Regions from separate parts of the Mus musculus genome. Here all the other regions are linked to region 3. The links are chromatin contacts, called in public Hi-C and Micro-C maps. All regions are on one chromosome and are shown on one strand. Each heading gives the region's core, a stretch centred on a gene start, on an enhancer-like site or on the middle of the called end of the contact. The rest is flanking DNA. Distances are from core to core; before and after follow the strand shown.

Region 1 (2,700 bases), core at 198-2,697, 220 kb after region 3:
GCCGTATCAAGTAGCCTTGGATAAGCTCTAGGTTAGATACGGACTGGTATGTTGTCCGATGTAGGTTTATAAAGGTGAACTCAGAAGGGTGGCACCTGTCACACAGCTACACACACGCATAAACTGTGTGGGTGAGTGATGGGAACAAGGTGCTGGACCGGAGAAAGTTTTGGGTTGCCATGGCCGTGAAGCTTTTCAGGAAGGAGTGCTGAGATATATCAGATATCTAGCTAGTTAGTGAAGCATGATCATTCACTGACAGGACGTCACCTAACTGGTCCCCATGGAACTGCAGTCAGTGCTCTTCCTGCATCCCGCAGATACCTCTCATTTCATATAGGCACCCAGCACTGAAGGCCACGAAGGCATCACAGCAGATTCCCAGACAATTAAGTCCAGTCTGACTCTTCCAAAGGAAGCTTTGAGAAGGTAAACGAGTCCGGCAGCTTCTACACACCTGCAGCTGCTCACGCTGGAGGGAAAGCACAGCCAGAAGCAGGCGTGCTGTGTGTGCAGGCTTGCTGTGTGTGCAGGCATACTGCCTGTACAGGCGTACTGTGTGTGCAGGCGTATTGTGCCAGGGTGTGGGCACGTAGGGAAGGGACATCTGCATCCATAAACATTGCTGGGTTTCTTAGGAACACTGGCTAAAGGCTTTTTAATTTAGATATAATTCAATTACAGCCAGATTCTACAGAATGTCTACACAGATATTTTATATAAGATGAGGGAACTTTCTTATTTACTTTCCCTAAATCCTGATGAATGCCAGAAAAAAAGGGCAAAAAAAAAAAAATTCAGACTTTTATTTAAATTTCTGATTGAAATATTTTTAAAATCTGCATTTAAGTTATCGACATTAGAATCCAATTTGATGTCTTTGTAGTATATGTAATATTTGGCCAAGGCAGACTGGAGGTTCCGCAACACGTTTTAGTGACAGACTGGCCATGTGATGGTTTGCATGAGTGCTTCTGGACTTGCATCTTCAGTTGACTTGCTATATAAGCAAGGGGTCACTAGAGTTTACCAGCTGTTTATTTCCTTAGCAGTGTGGACCAATGCGAGTGTGCTGTCTGTCACAGACCCCTCCGTGCTTGACTCGCTGATGCCATTTTCCCTCTGCACAGTCCCTTCTCCCGCAGGGTTGGGAAGACAAACAAAAGGTGGCGCTCCTCCTTCAGCACTCAGTGTGTCTGACTCTGTGGACCACATCTGTACTGATGACGCCCATCCGTCACACAGAGTCACTCCCACAATACCACTAGCCTTTGCTATTGTACTACAGCACCGAGCGCTGGCCCTGAGAACAACATGCACACAGATGGAAAGAATCACGGGTTTTTCTAAAGCTCCTAGATTGGAATTTCAAGACTCAAATATCAGAAAAGTGAGCAATGCTGCTAAGCAGCCTAAGGAATGGCATTGACATGCTACAAATCCATTCCATACTGCACGCGTGCTTTGCTAGGTAAACATATGGCTGGATTTCTCCACTGTGGTGTTTCCTCCTCCTCGCTAGCCTGTGTTTTCTTCTGGCATAGCACCAGATCCGCCAAGCACTAAAAGTTAGACATATGGAATGTGAGGAATGTCTGATAACTTCAGAGATCAGCCCTTAGTCATAAACAAAAATGCATGCCCTTTGAGCTTAGCCTCAGACTCCATTTGAGGCAAACAAAAGCCATGAGGCTGAGTGCAGGCACAGGGGACAAGGTGACACGCAAGGTGACATGGGCTGGGCTGGGCCAGGCGAGCTCTAGATAGAGCTGCTCACAGAAACACCGTCCCTTTATTCTAAAAGCTGATGAGCCACGCAGACCAGAGCCTCGCTGAGGCTTAGAGCAGTAAGTAGCACAGGAGTTAGGAAAGACCACTATCATCAGTGAACAATAAAAGATGTTCTGTCCCTGCCGGCTTTCACCAACCCCTCCTTATCAGGGACATATCTTTAGTAATTTAGCCGATTCTATAGGAACAAGTATGTTCAAAATTAGATAGAACCAAAACTCAAAACAACATAAAATAAATGACTTAAGGATTTGCTCTATTCCGATGAATTAGGAATGTCAAACTGAGTATTTATCTCAACTGAATTATTTTCCCTTGAGACAGGGTTTCTCTGTATAGTAGCTTTGGAACAGCTGTTCTAGAACTCACTCTATAGACCAGTTCGAAGCTCCTCGAACTCACAGAGATCTGCCTGGCTCTGCCTCCCAAGTGCTGGAACTAAAGGTATTCGCCACTACACCTGGCTCAATTGAACTATGAAGGGAAATAAACTTCTGAAAGGAAACAAACATGGTGGCTCACAACTGTCACTAACTCTAGTCCCAGGGGACCAGGTGACCTCTTCTAGCCTGAGGGCACTGCATACACAAGGTACACTGATGTAAAGTTAGGCAAACAATCACACACAAAAAATAAAAATAAACAAAAACTTAAAAAAAAACCATAAATGCAAAGGAATAAAGGAGGGGTCATAGACAAGAGCACCTTAATTAGGGGTAACAGAGAAATGGTAGAGAGGTGACTTAGCAAACCAGAAAAATGGGGAAACCAAGTCACCAAAGAAAAAGCCCAGAAGCAGATCAAATCGCACTGCAAGAGCCTGAAATGGGCTTCCAGCTTCCAAGACTTCACTGTAGCCTGCGCCTGGGAAGCCAGTTAGGAAACAGCGCACCAGAGCTGGCAGGGAGG
Region 2 (2,778 bases), core at 268-2,767, 140 kb after region 3:
ATTTTTTTAAAGTATGTGATCAGGGGCTGGAGAGATGGTTCAGTGTTTAAGGGCACCAACTGCTCTTCCGAAGGTCCTGAGTTCAAATACCAGCAACCACACGGTGGCTCACAACCATCTGTAATGAGATCTAACATCCTCTTCTGGTGTGTCTGAAGAAAGCTACAGTGTACTTAGATATAATAATAAATAAATCTTTAAAAAAGTAAAAAATAAAATAAAATAAAACAAAAATCTGTGATCAGGTTATACAGAGTGACACTGCAGGACCACTGTGAAGGGTGGAACATGGCACACTTGGCTGACAGAGTGACACTGCAGGACCACTGTGAAGGTTGGAACATGGCACACTTGGCTGAGTTTCCTGTTCTAAAACTAGAAAGAATCCTTTTCACTGACTTAAGTGTCAAGCCTTAACCACAATGGGTGACATATTGGCAGACTGACAGACTGGTTATTAAGTGTCCAGCCATGAAGGGAACACAAGGGAGAACCAATAGTGACCACAGAGAACTGAAAGTCCCCCCTTTTAAACCCACGAAGTGCATTCCTTGAACTGGCAGAAAAGCTTGATGCTTAGGGACACTAGGACAAACCTTATGAACGTCTCTCCCATGCTGGCCTTATCTACGGTGTCCCTGTGCCTTTGGACATCATGCTGTAGCCCTTCCTTACAAATGTCCACGTCTAACATTTGTGACATTCCTCATCACTCTGAATTTCTAACATGTTTTATCTTTGCATGTGTACATACATACACACGAGTGCAGACCTTACATGCTAAGTCGTCCAACCGTTGCATAATAGTATAATGACTGTTCATAAAAATTAATCTGAATTCGTTTATACATGAAAGCTACTCAAAATGGAGGCACTGGCTAAAATGTCTTTTAAGAGAACATAGCAGACACCTAGGAGATGGCCTTTGCATGCAGACAGACACACAGACACATGACCTGACATCCTTAAAGGACGGGTTGCTGACACAGAGGAGGAAACCCAAGACCAATATTGCAGTGATGATAGCGACTTTGCCTAAGAACATCCTGAATGATACTTCTGGGAGACAGACAGAGACAGAGACAGACAGAGAGAGAGAGAGGGAGATAGAGACAGACAGACAGAGACAGAGAGAGACAGACAGAGACAGAGATGGGGCGAGAGAGAGAGAGAGAGAGAGAGAGAAGAAAGTTGCAACCCTTTAATACATCATGTTGTCATGATCCCTAATCATAAAAATTATTTTGCTGTTACTTCATAATTGTAATTTTGATACTGTTATGAATCAACATAAATATCTGTGCTTTCTGATGGTCTTAGGCAACCCCTGTGAAAGGGTTGTTCAGACCTCAGGGGTCCCTACCTGCAAGCTGAGAACCACTGCTCTGTAACATAAGACTTCATAGCTTTCTAAATGAAAGTGTAGACAAAAATCAAATGCACAGCACACAGCAGGCACTGCCGCAGGAGCAAGAGAAAGAGCCCAGCTAATGGGCTGACCCTGCCAGTTTCTCCCTTCCTTCCTCTAACTCTCCAATGACAGGGAGAGGCTCTAGCCAGCACACCCTGATGCTGCACTGTTTGCCACAGTTCCAAACTAAGATAGGAACCTATAAACCACCCCAAAGGTCCTGAGAGAAACTAAGTCTGGCCCAAGTTCCCCAGAGAAAGGCAGAGGCTGCTCACCAGTCTCTCCCTGGACCCCGCCGCTCTGGCCTTAGCTCCTCCTCCTCCTCCTCCTGGGCCAGTTCTTGTTCCACAGCCAAGAGCTCAGCTGAAGTTCTCGCAAGTAAGGCTGACACGGCGTCCTGCAGAACGGAAACCATACGGCACTTAACACCAGACACTCCAAATCTGATGCAGACTTACATTTCCAGCTGTGAAGAAACAGCTTGTACCAGACCTGCTGAGAACAGATATGAGAGCTGAGCAAAATGAAACCAAAAACAAACACAAACTCCCAGATGTTGCAAGGCAAGAGGACTGTCAGGGGGCTGTCAGGCTGGAGGGCTGAGGTCTCAGAGAAAGCGAAGACAGAAGAGAGGTGGCCATCACTGCCAGTGCTTCCTCTAACGGCATTTGTCAACCTAGCCATGAGGCCCGCAGGCTCAACAGATGGGCGCCTGGAATGGTGGCCCCGCAGCCCACAGCATGCAAACACCAGCATGGAGTGCAGAGCTACCAAGGCAGTCCACATAAAAGGGGTAGAGGAAATGAATGGTGAGGTGGGCCCCAAATTACACATTTTGCCTTCCAAAGCTACATCTGTACAAAGCCAGACACAGCGAAAGCCAAAACCAGTCACTAGCAACCTAAACAGCCAGCAGATATCTCATGCCTCACAGGGCTCTAAGAGAGAAAACTTGGAATTCAATCCCCCTAGGTGACACAGGCAACTTTCCCATGGTGTCATCTGCCTTCCAGAAGAGCACCAGCTCCTCTCCGCAGTATTTCAGCTGGCGCTTTTATAATACGGCCAGCATTCCACCAATAGCTAAGGGTAGAAAGCCACCCCCCCTCCCCCAAATAGACAACAGAGGCAGACTCACAAGTGATTCACACACTGCAGTTTATCAGAGATAGCAATTAAACTTTGGCAACTCGCATATTAAAGAAAAACTGATGAAATTACAGATTCTTCTACTAACATGAAGACAAAGAAAACCACAGCAATGCATAGGAAAACAGCTGCTGCATGGCAGGGAGGAGAGAACCTGGCGAGCAGTGGGAGGAGACAGGGCGGGGTCCACTCTACCAGTTTAGGTTGGGTCGGTGGCA
Region 3 (2,785 bases), core at 113-2,612:
TAGTTTCTTTTAAAATATGGAACAACTTCATTAGTATGTTAAAACAGTATCAATTAATATGATTAGTTTTTAATATTAAATTAACAGCATCAGACATTGGACTTGAAAATCTAAAAGTTAATCAAATTCAGCACCAAAACAGACAGACAGACTCAGACAGACACACATACACACACAGTGTAGCTTTAACATTTTAACTAGATTAATACAGCATACACATTCTGGATTGTTAAAAAAAATTAGTAATGACAGCGATTCCTAATTTTATAAAGCATATTTTCTAAACTCCTATGTATGTTCACATCTATGATCTGCTAACCATTGCTACTTGATATCCCTCTTTTCTTCACCTTGGCAACCAGTTCGTCTCGTGTGGTATGGATTGGAGCATCTGTCACTTTGATGCCTTCAGCCATACTAAGAATTTTATCCATAACTTTTTGAGGGTACCTGAAAAAGAAGCAAAAGTCGCTCTCAAGAAGTGGTTTGTTTTTGTTGTTGTTATGCTTTATTTTTTTTTTTCCGAAAGTACTGGCAGCGTGAGGAATGCAGGAGTGCGCAGACTGCATTTCCTGGTCGTGATCAAAGTGTACGAACCGCGCGACAATCGAAGATGGCCCAGACGAATGCCCTAAGGGCTCGGGAGGCGGGTCTGTGCCAGGGAACCTTTAAACTCGGGGTCTCCCGGGCAGATACTGTCAGCTAAGCACCAACAACTCCATCTGCCGGGCGCATACCACCCGGACGCCCGGCAACTGTGAGGTCGGGGACAGCCCCGGACGCCCTTCCTGCTCTCCCTCCGAGGACCCACAGTGTCACACCGATTCCCGCGCTTCCCAAGCGGCCCTCCCCAGCGTCGCCGGTCCCCGCGAAAGCGCTCCCCGGCCAGCGGCAGGGGGCGTGGAGCAAAGCCCGGAAGGCTGGCTGGAGAGCGACGCTCCCTCCACTCACCGGCACCCTAGGAAGACATGGTTCGCCCAGGCCATGGAGAAGGAGACCAGCTGCTGGAGCTGCCGAGTGCGGGCTCCGCTCTCCGCGTCCGCAGTCTCGTCGGTGGCGGGGACCAGGTCCCCGGCATTGCGAAGCAGAAACTCCCGGCGGTGGCGCCAGTGTTTGTCCGTCTCGCCCTCGCAGCGCAGCGTCTCCACCCAGGCGGCTACCCGCGGGTTTTGGCTCAGGTACTCGGACACCTCCTGCGCCATGTTGGGGACCCTGCGGGACGGGGAGAGCGCAAGCGCACGGAGCCCCGGGGGCGAAGCGGCCCTGTGTCAGCGCGGCCTGCACCGGCGGCCCTCCCGAGAACGCCCCTCCAGGAGCCCAAACCCCAAACAACAGAACAAGGCGCCGACGAACCGCCCACTTCCGCCGGCCACCGCCTCGCTCCCTTTTATAACCTCGCCGCCGCCGCTGCCGCCGCGCGCACACGCGACCTTCCGGCGCGAGCGCGTCCTCCCAGGATGCTTTGCAGCGCCCAGTCGCCAGCGACTCGCTCGGCGGTCGCGCCGGCGGAGGCGGGGCCGAGGCGACTTCAGCGGCCAGCGGCCCTCCCCGCCCTCGGCGCCTAGGGGCGGCCGCTGGGGCGTTCCGCCGGCGCTTTGTGACGCCGCGCTCCGGGGGGCCGGGAGAGGGGGGCGGTGGGACAAAGCGGGCGGAGCGCGGAGACCTGGAGGCGTCCGAGTTGCCGCCCCGCCCCTCCTGCGCGTTCCGCCCTCGGACGCTCGCGGTCGCACGCGGCCAAAATAAACAAAAGCTGGCTTCCGCGCCTGCGCCCTGCCGCGAAAGCCGCTGAACCCTTGGGCCCGAGGCTCGGAAGGTCTCCGGGCGTTTGGGGACCTGCGGATGCCTTGTGGGATGGGGACAATAAAAGTACCGAGCACGGTTGTAACTTAACGACGAGCACAAGCGGCTCCTCCAGTTGGATCTAACCGGCTCTTTGAAACCAGGCCTTTGCGCTTGCGCCCCACGATCTGGCTGGGTTTCCGCGGTTTCTTAAGTTCCTGGTTCAACCCGCTTCCTCTCCCTTAACGCTTTTGGTCCCCGAACTATAAATGACCCCGTGCCAACTGGTTTTAACTGTTAATCCCGGTTGGACCAAAATGGAAATGTATCTGCTTATCTCGTCCTGGCCTCAGTCCTCAAGAGCAACTGCTTCTGCATTTGTTTTGTTTTGTTTTATGAGTTCGATTTTTTGCTTGCATGTGTGTCTGTGCTACATGTGTGGGCCTGGTGCCCTTGGAGGCAAGAGAGCAATGGCTCTCCTGGAGTTGAGTTGACCCAGGATTTTGAGCGCCCTGTGGGTGCTGGGAATTGAACCCAGCGCCCTGTGGGTGCTGGAGGTCTTCTCTAAGATCTCGTACTACTGAGCCATCTCTCCAACCCATGGATTTTTTTTTCTGGCGTGTTTATTAACATTTCCAAGTCTAGGTATGTGTCAATAAATCAAAGGATCAATGTAATAATATGAGATAGTGATAAATTATGTAATTGAATTTTCCCTCAATAGATTTTTGCGTTTTGTTGTGAAAATGCTTAAATCAGAATAATCACGCAAAAATTCAGTCATTTGGTTACTAAACTTGATAGCCATGGGCCTGTGCCCCAACACTGTTCAGCTCCAATAAGGCAATTAGAAGGGACACGTTAGTAGTGGAAAGCAGGAAAAGGCTTTCAAAGAGGCCACACTGGCAAGGAGAGACAAAGCACCCCTTTAATTCCAGCACTCTGGAGCAGAGGCAGGGGGATCTCTGTGAGTTGAGGCCAGTCTGGTCTACAGAGCTAGTTTCAG

Evidence for each region. A called contact is a pair of places that touch in the nucleus more often than the background predicts.
Region 1: a contact with region 3 is called in a Hi-C map of nephron progenitors, with 3 times the contacts expected there. The contact joins the enhancer-like site here to the promoter of Cdkn2aip in region 3. A contact is called at or near these places in 1 of 39 promoter capture datasets (stem cell-derived epiblast-like cells), 1 of 484 Hi-C or Micro-C datasets (nephron progenitors), 3 of 115 datasets of contacts at active chromatin or transcription factors (bone marrow-derived macrophages, embryonic stem cells and memory CD8 T cells) and 2 of 9 other capture datasets (adipose tissue and liver).
Region 2: a Micro-C map of muscle stem cells shows a contact between it and region 3, with 5 times the contacts expected there. The contact joins the enhancer-like site here to the promoter of Cdkn2aip in region 3. A contact is called at or near these places in 2 of 39 promoter capture datasets (the 3T3-L1 cell line and liver), 3 of 484 Hi-C or Micro-C datasets (the C2C12 cell line, DN3 thymocytes and muscle stem cells) and 7 of 115 datasets of contacts at active chromatin or transcription factors (DN3 thymocytes, acute myeloid leukemia, bone marrow-derived macrophages and 1 more).

Annotation. Positions count from the first base shown.
Region 1 is chr8:47,931,009-47,933,708 of GRCm38.p6, forward strand. The region is part of intron 1 of Wwc2 (WW, C2 and coiled-coil domain containing 2); the gene reads right to left. Among named protein-coding and RNA genes, the nearest start is that of Gm39173, 17 kb to the right of the region's middle. Within about 2 kb of position 1,448, at least 122 of the 459 cell types and tissues checked have an H3K27ac peak or open chromatin away from gene starts, as enhancers often do. A contact at or near this core is called in adipose tissue and nephron progenitors, where this site is marked.
Region 2 is chr8:47,850,219-47,852,996 of GRCm38.p6, forward strand. It overlaps Wwc2 (WW, C2 and coiled-coil domain containing 2), which reads right to left. Exons shown (of 23, transcript NM_133791.5): 17 at 1,687-1,808. Among named protein-coding and RNA genes, the nearest start is that of Cldn22, 27 kb to the left of the region's middle. Within about 2 kb of position 1,518, at least 92 of the 459 cell types and tissues checked have an H3K27ac peak or open chromatin away from gene starts, as enhancers often do. A contact at or near this core is called in the C2C12 cell line, acute myeloid leukemia, bone marrow-derived macrophages and 1 more, where this site is marked.
Region 3 is chr8:47,712,569-47,715,353 of GRCm38.p6, forward strand. It overlaps Cdkn2aip (CDKN2A interacting protein), which reads right to left and starts at 1,363. Exons shown (of 3, transcript NM_172407.3): 1 at 952-1,363; 2 at 320-450. The coding sequence starts at 1,202.